3 separate regions of the Ovis aries genome follow, and regions 1 and 3 are each linked to region 2. Evidence: chromatin contacts called from public Hi-C data. All regions are on one chromosome and are shown on one strand. Each heading gives the region's core, a stretch centred on a gene start, on an enhancer-like site or on the middle of the called end of the contact. The rest is flanking DNA. Distances are from core to core; before and after follow the strand shown.

Region 1 (2,700 bases), core at 121-2,620, 440 kb before region 2:
CTGACCTCAGATCTCCGGTTACTTCTCCCAGCCCCTCTGCGTGGAGATGGCCCACGTGTCCTGTGTGGCTTAGGGACAGCTGTAGATCTGAACGTGGCCCATTAGTTTAGAGACAGCCTCCCGCCCCCAGCACTCTGCACCTCTCCTGACATCTCTCATGAACACCAGGCCCCTCTGAGAGCCCTGGAGCCTCCTGCAGCCTCTCTGGAGGAAGCCAGACTCCAACTTCAGAGTGCTTAGATGCTCCCCCACCCCCGCACATCTTATTCATGGTTTATATGGAGCTTGAAAACTGCGGCTCTTTAATTATTTCAAACACCCTCCCTATAGTGTATACACCCTTCCAGTAGTCCACAGATATTTACTATAAAAGCAGTTCTTTTGGAAAGAATTGCTATCTTTTTAGTGATTGTCCAGACAAATCAGCAATTTCTTATTTGATATTCAGAGAAGCAGTATAGTGTAGCAGGTGTGTTAAGGCCTGGACATTTGCAGCTACCCTGCTGAATGCTGGCTCTATCACTTGCTGTGTGACCTTGGGGAGTTAGTTAACCTCTCTGTGCCTCAGTTTCCTCACCTGTAATATAACAGTCGTACCTACTTCATAAGGTTGTTGTGAAGATTAAGTTGATCCATTTAAGTGCTCAGGACCGCACGTGGCCCAAAGGAAATGTTCTGTGTTAGTTACTCTTAGTACCAGCCGAACAGTTACCGGAAGTGCATCAGCTGGGCCAGGGGATTTAGGCGGCGTACTGGTTGCTACGTCATTTATTGTAGTTTTGCTACAGTAAAAAGGCAGAAGCATCACTGCGGGCCGAGCTTGGCCGTTTTTTTTTTTTTTTTTTTTTTACCTGTTTCACTGCTACCATTTTCCTTTACTCCCTCAGAAGAATTTAGGATCTTGGATGCTGAAAGGAGGACGCAGTCAACCTCATCCTCTTCCTCAGGACGCTTTTCTGTAATAAAACAGCACTGGGCTTCAGCCTTTTGGCTTTGCCGGGAAGAGGGAAACGAGGCCTGGGGAGGAGGGTGACGAGGCCTGGGGATGCGGGCGCGGGCGCGCTGAGCGGCCACCGGAGGGCGCGCTGGGCCGGAGGCTGGGCGGGCGCCGGGATGCCTTCCTCCTGGCCGGCGGAGGTGCGCGGCTGGTCCTGCAGATCCGCACCCCAGACCGGACTCGCTCTGGGAGTAAAGGGGCCGGGGTCGGGGAGGCGGCGCTCTCCAGTACCCGTCCACCTCCCAGGGCGCCCCCTCAAAGGCCAGTTCCACCCCAGCCTGGCTCTTACCCGGGCTCATTTCTGCTACTCAAGGCCTCTTCCCAACTGCCTTCCCTCCTCCCAGGCATTCTGCTCGGTTGCTGCTAGCCCAGGCATCTCGTTGCTTGGCAACGGGGTGGAGGGGACCGCGCGAGGGGCAGTGGGGGCGCGCGCAGCGGTGGAGGTGGGAAGGAGAAAGATGCGCGCTGGGGTCTGGGGTCCCGGGTCCCAAACGCCCGCCCCGCCCGAGCGGCGCCTGCAACGGTCGCGTGTTGGGAACGTCCCACCTTCGCTGCTGCTGCTAAGTCGCTTCAGTCGTGTCCGACTCTGCGACTCCATAGACGGCAGCCCACCAGGCTCCTCTGTCTAGGGGATACTCGAGGCAAGAATACTGGAGTGGTTTGCCATTTCCTTCTCCACCAACCTTTGCTGTGCCCCCCAAATCCAGTGACAAACTCATTAGGGTGCCCCCCTCCCTGCCCCCCCGCGTCTCCCCGGCTCATTCAGAAATTGATCAGACTCTGACTTAACGCAGCACCTGTTGAGCCGAAGTTGTGTGGACAGAGCGGAGTGTTTGGAGAGACACAGACACCTAAGAACTCCCCTCCTGCTCTGATCTCTCTGATTGCCATTTCATTGTTTTATTGTCTTCGGTTCCTCTTGTTTCAACCCATCTGTCAGGTCAGTTTCAGCGACTTGAGATTCAAGCTATCCTAGACAGGGACATCTATTTGCTGCGGTTAAAAGAAGACCCCTATTTCCAGTAATGAACTTACAATAGCAGTGTATTGAAACGTCCACATTAGAGCGGTCGCAGAGGCACCAATCTTCGTTTGTAGAGCATGCTGCTTTCCTGTGCGGCTGGGTAAACCACTTGTAAAAGACGGATGTTGCCTTGGAAGCAGGGGCTTGTTCAAGTAAAGACGGGTTGACCCTGGCCACAGTCAATCCCCTTGCCCATCAGAAAATGGAGCTCTTTAAGTGAAACTATTAAATGAGTATATGTTATTATTTTGTGATAACAGCCATTATAGATGGAATATGAAATAATTGAAAGTTCAGATTTTAAGTCACAGTAAGGAATTTCAAGTCATGATGGAATAATTTATTATGTAATAATTATGTGCCTCGATTTCATGGAAATTAAGTTCTTTATCATAGTTTCATTGTTTACTAGCTGTAAATTTCTTGTTTCCTAGCCTATAGAAATGGCCTCTGGAAGATTTGGCCATCTTTTTTGTGGTGTTGTAGACAGTTTTGGCAAACTGTAATTTTGAGAACTTAGGTTCTCCACTGATGATTGATGGTGACAAAGTTAACTTTTTCTGAAGGGCTGCAAACATTTTCATCAATGTATCTGTCAAATTGCTCTTCTGAATAAACTTCAGTATTTTGAAGGGAGAATGTAGACAAAAAAGCATTACATTTTAGGAAGTTAATCACT
Region 2 (2,700 bases), core at 140-2,639:
AACGAATTTTTAATCTAGTCTCCCTGGAAATTGCTTAATACACAAGGTGCTAGAAGGTGAGTACCAGAGGGACACAGATACTCATTTCAGAGGAAGGAGACCTTGAAACTCCAAATACGAGTGAAGACTTAACCTGTAAATAAGATATGGTGTTCCAGTATTCTTGCCTGGAGAATTCCATAGACAGAGGAGCCTGCTGGGTTACCGTCTATGGGGTTACAAAGCATCAGACACGACTGAGGAACGGAGCACGCACACACGTGGCTTCATCTCGTTGCAGAAATTTCGCAGACCCGTAGTTAATATCTGCTGTCAGCGTTGTAACCGGCACCAGCCATTCTGGCCCTGAAGCCAGGCAAATTTAAGGATCATTTCTTTCCACAGTAAAAAGTTTTACAGGCTACTTTTATATCCTCCTAGAAACACTCAGTTGTAGTGCAGTTGTGAGAAACATCTCTCCCCCTACACACCCACAGAGGCATTTAAAGCATCAGGAAAAGTACGTTATACTTAAGGTACAGCAATATATTTTTTATGTAGTGGTTTTTATATAGTATTTTTATGTCATAGTTAATCACAGGAGCAGAGAATTGTTTAACTCTCCTCCTCTCCTACCCCTTGTAATTTTTTTTTTTTTTTGATGTCTAATAACGTGATCAGAGCAATACATTCACTGTTCTCTCTAGGAAATGAATCAGGCTAAAAATCTTTGCGCCTATGGTAACAATTACTCATTGATAGCTTAACACTTAGGAAGAGGACTCAAGGTTTTCAAGATTTAGTTAGAGCCCCCACATGGAAACTGGCGAGTGAAAAGAGACACTGTCTCCTTCCTTCCACCCAAACCACACCACCTGGTTTAGAGGCCAATCATCTCTAGTGCTTGGGGCTGGCAAATGAGACACTGTCCAGAACTGGGGATCCAAAGCCATGTCCCTAACAATGACTGCGCCAGTACACCCTGTGAGGTAGTGGTAAGTGGTACAGACCGATTGCAGGATTCCAGTCTTTTCTCTTAGAGTTCAGTTCATTCGCTCAGTCTTGTCTGACTCTTTGCGACCTCATGGACTGCAGCACGCCAGGCCTCCCTGTCCATTGCCAGCTTCCAGAGTTTACTCAAACTCATGTCCATTGAGTCGGTGATGCCATCCAACCGTCTCATCCTCTGTCATCCCCTTCTCCTCCTGCCTTCAATCTTTCCCAGCATCAGGGTCTTTTCCAAGGAGTTAATTCTTCGCATCAGAGTGGAGACTGGTTAAGATGTGCAGAGAGCAACACTGCACTCTAGTGGTCACAGTGAGAATTGGCTGTCGAGGCACTTGTTTTTCTCTAGCTGCCTGATGCTGCCAGTAACTTCCAGAGCAATCTGCTGCCACCAAAGTGAAGGAAACAATGGATACAATTTACAGGATAAAATTCAGGCCCAAATAACCCTGGTCTTGTCTGACTTGTCTGGGTAATGACTGCCTGATCTGATGCAGCCTCTGGGGAAGTGAGTCATTGTCCATTTTATTCATAATTCAGCTTTTCTAATGACAAATCCAAGATGCCTCTGTCTCTATCGATTATGTATGTAGTTTTTCATCAAATGAGGCACTAATGTCTGCTGTACATCCCCATGGCATTATGATTAGGATCAAGTAAAGTATATGAAAACAGTTTAAAAGTATAAAGCTCTGACCGAATGTTGTTATTGAGGAAAATGAATGTTTATCTATTTTCATTGAAAACAATTTGCTAATTCAACCCTGTATTTTAGGATTTTTACCTACAGGTAAAACATAATAATGAAAAATTTATGTATACACACACATACATACACACACACACAAGTAATGGAAACAATTTATATTCTATGCAATTTTCTGCCTTCTAGACCTACTAATGAAAAGTCTTGCCAGGAAGAAAATGTTTAATTGATGATTTTAAACTTTGAGAGATATACATGCTTACCCTTTTGTGATTCACCCAAAGGGATTTTCTTTAAGGATTGTATATCCCTTATTTTCAGAGGAATTTTTTTTTAAATATCTTTAAGTTTCAGGAGTTACAACTTGTTCACTGTGTCATCTGACTTCTCATTTTATAGATGAGGATGCTGAGGTCCAAAGTGAGATTCATGGCCATAGCTTTAAATGGCTTTGCCAGGTAGAAGACAAAATGAAAATAAAATTGGTTATTTCCGTAGGATCACCATCTAGTGAACACTGCTTATGCAAAGAAAATTAAGAAAGTGTGTCAATTAAAAGATCCTCATAGCAATCTTCTCTACCAATTTCTTCCCATTTCTGTACATTTTCAATCCATATTTTTATTACTATTAAAGTAGGCAACAAGGCGACAAAGGAGCAATGCCCCCAGTGGTGTTTACCCAGTGTAGTGCCACCACTATCATAAGCACACATACGCTCAGTGTGGAAGGAAATAGACAGCAGAGAGAGTTGCCCCAGGTCGGTAACAGTAGCTTCCTGCTAAGTGTCACCACCAGATGAGCTTGTTTTAAATCACTTCCAGGTCATTAAAATACAAAGAAGAGCATGATCATAAATAATAGCTTGGATTGATGAATTTTCCCCTACATTAGGGTTAAAAATTGGGTGGTGACTCTTGGGTTCAAAGTATGTAATGTAATGGTTATTTGTTTTTTATTTTTTTATCTTTTTTGCCTTCACTGGAAAAATATCCTCAGTAAAATCTCAG
Region 3 (2,700 bases), core at 154-2,653, 280 kb before region 2:
CTAATAACATGTTTCCAATTATCTTCTGTTACTTTAGAAGCTTTGATTTGTATATAGTAATTGACATGTTAATTACAATCATATAAAATATTGAGCAAGTTATCTACATGCTGTGCAAGGCATAAGGAAACTTAAACCCTCAATAAGCTCATAGGACATCTCTGGAAAAGAGACATGATTAGAATTATGATTGAAAATAATTGGTAACATGATAAAGGCCACATGCAGAAACTTATATTGGGAAGTAAGATTTTAGAAGATGGTTGATAGGTTGGAGAAGATATAAAAAACCGAGGGCACTAGTGTGAGCCCCGAAGGATCGTTTGGGCGGGTAGGGGAAGAGGTTGTGGAGATAGCAGAGGAAAAAAAGAGGCTCAAAGTGCAATGCATAGAACAGCACCATGCAAGGTTAGTAAATGGGGAAGAGACTGATTAGAGTTGCTTTGTCTACTGATTAAATGGTAAAGCTCTCTAGAGGGCTCTGTGAGTTGATAGGTAACTGCTCTTCGATTTGTTAATTATGCATGGATACAAACCTCAGTATGAACAATAATTATAAAAATTCTGAATTTCCTGCCACCTCAGTCTTTTGAGCTATTACTAATTTCACCCCTCTCCTTCTCTTGGAAGCTCATGCACATTGGCTATGACAAATAAGATACAGTCTCTACACTTTGTTTTGCCTCAGTTCCACAGTTAGACTTCAACTGTAGTGCTTTTTAAGAAAACAACAGACCCAAAATGGAGTCACTCATGCTAAGCCCCACATCATGAAACCGAGACTTAAACTTAGTTATAGTTTTGACTCTCCTAGAAACAGAATCTTAAACCAGTCCATCAGAAACTGCCTGGTCAGCATGAGTTAAACACTCTGCTTGACAGACCTCTACCCTCCCGTCAAGGAGAGTGACCTTGAGGCAACGTGCTGGCTTTTCTCCTTGGTATGATTTCCTTGTTCCCGCTTCCCTCTGCCTATTTAAATTCTTTCCTTGAGTTCAGCTCCTAGGAGGTCCTTTCGGTCTGCTGGATTGAATGCCACCTGATTCATGAATTGTCATATAAAGTCAATAAGATCTTTGAAATTTTCTCAATTGTGTTTTGCATTTTAACAGGCTAAACCCAAGAGGGGAGTTGGGAGGACCTGTGACCAGAATATAAAAGTTGAGGGACTCTTAGGTGGCCGCCTGCTATCATCGAGAGGAGTGAGAGCTGAAAGCCAGATTCTTGAAGCTTGTTGAGCTTGTTCTGCTTGTATTTTTTTTTTTTTTCTCTATTTGTCCTTGGACGCTAGTAGCAAAATCCTCAACAGTTAAAAAGGCCAAAGTGCTGGCCTTCAAGTGTCACGGAGAGGGCAACCTCATCTAGTTCAGGGGCCAGGCTGACCCAGGGGACCCTGACAGGAGGCCGCAGCTGCCAAAGGGGACGTAGGCCTCCAAGCCTGCTCTAAGAAGGGAGTACAGACACAGTGCTGTAGTCCTGAGCCCGGAACTGGCAAGTGACCGGAGGCCCTGTGCAGGATCCCCTGATGTGATATTTAGAAGACAGCTGTAATCAGAAACATTTTTTAGGGGCCCCTCATTCTAGCCTGCAACCGTTCCCAAGATACCAGCTCACAGAAACACTAGTGGAAACGCCCGGGGCTGAAGCCGTTCCATCATGACCACTGGCAACTCTCAGTCAGAAAAGTGGTCTGGCAAACTGGGATTTTTGAAAAGCTTTCTGCGAATGGTTGCATTTGGAGCAAAAGCATGGACAGGGTCACAAAATACTTTGCTTGACTGTTTTACTGTGAAGTGTACTCCGAAAGATCTTAACGCAATTGTAATGATTCTTTACTGATAAAAGGAGACCTTTGTCTTACTTTGTACCCCCATTACAGTGTGCTCTTCCCTGCTGTCCTTCATATTTTGGTTAAACATTCCTGAAGCCGAGAATAAACTAACAGTGGGGGTGAAGCAGATAAAATAGTATTCGTTCTCATTTGCATGAGAAAAGATGCACCTTTTTTTGTTACACATGCTGAGAAAAGAAAGAGACACACACACACACAAAAGCATCTTCCTAATTGTAGAAACTGAAATCGTGCACTCAGAGTGGTTAAAAAAAAAGTGGGAAGTTCTTCCACGCATGGCAAGGCACAGTGTATTCATGGCAAGCAAGGAAACCAGCCTACCTGCATTATATGTATAAGGAGTATTATACATGTCTGTGTCATCATCTAGAAAACGAAACATAAATATTATGGTAATACAGATTCGGTCACCACATCCTATCGAGATGGCAGAAACAACAGATCTGTTAGAAAGCTAACATGGTTTGCCTAGTTCATAATACCATTTAAAAATTTTCAAATATTACATTTTGGTTTGTTTTGCTGGGCCTCAGCAAATTGACTTCTCTGGGCTGTAACAGCTTTGCTCTGCTGCCCACTTCACAGCATACGGACGTCAGTCCCTTTCCCCTCTTTCCACCTGTTCTGGATCATGAATTTCCTTTGGTAAGTGCTTTAGAGATCTCTTATCAGCTTGGTGAGACCCAGCTATGGCCCACTCTCTTGACACGGGGTGGATCTGTGTGATCAGAGGAATCCTGAGTCTGTTTAAGCAGACAATAGCCAGGCTTGTTTATACTGTGAACAGGGAAGGATGAACGGATAAGGCCAGAACCTCTGGTACTCTTCGAGGGTCATCTTCTAAGAGG

The links. A called contact is a pair of places that touch in the nucleus more often than the background predicts.
Region 1: a contact with region 2 is called in a Hi-C map of hypothalamus, with 4 times the contacts expected there. The contact joins the promoter of CCDC110 here to the enhancer-like site in region 2. A contact is called at or near these places in 7 of 16 Hi-C or Micro-C datasets (hypothalamus, liver, mixed tissues and 3 more).
Region 3: a Hi-C map of mixed tissues shows a contact between it and region 2, with 2.5 times the contacts expected there. The contact joins two enhancer-like sites. A contact is called at or near these places in 10 of 16 Hi-C or Micro-C datasets (blood, hypothalamus, liver and 5 more).

The regions. Positions count from the first base shown.
Region 1 is chr26:14,893,275-14,895,974 of ARS-UI_Ramb_v3.0, forward strand. CCDC110 (coiled-coil domain containing 110) reads right to left here and starts at 1,371. Exons shown (of 7, transcript XM_060407060.1): 1 at 1,287-1,371; 2 at 852-956. The coding sequence starts at 1,296.
Region 2 is chr26:15,330,757-15,333,456 of ARS-UI_Ramb_v3.0, forward strand. No RefSeq gene overlaps it. Among named protein-coding and RNA genes, the nearest start is that of TLR3, 30 kb to the right of the region's middle. Within about 2 kb of position 1,390, at least 16 of the 54 cell types and tissues checked have an H3K27ac peak or open chromatin away from gene starts, as enhancers often do. A contact at or near this core is called in hypothalamus and liver, where this site is marked.
Region 3 is chr26:15,046,063-15,048,762 of ARS-UI_Ramb_v3.0, forward strand. The region is part of intron 9 of SORBS2 (sorbin and SH3 domain containing 2); the gene reads right to left. All of the region lies in intron 1 of LOC121818050 (a long non-coding RNA gene), which reads left to right. Among named protein-coding and RNA genes, the nearest start is that of TRNAG-ACC, 78 kb to the left of the region's middle. Within about 2 kb of position 1,404, at least 7 of the 54 cell types and tissues checked have an H3K27ac peak or open chromatin away from gene starts, as enhancers often do.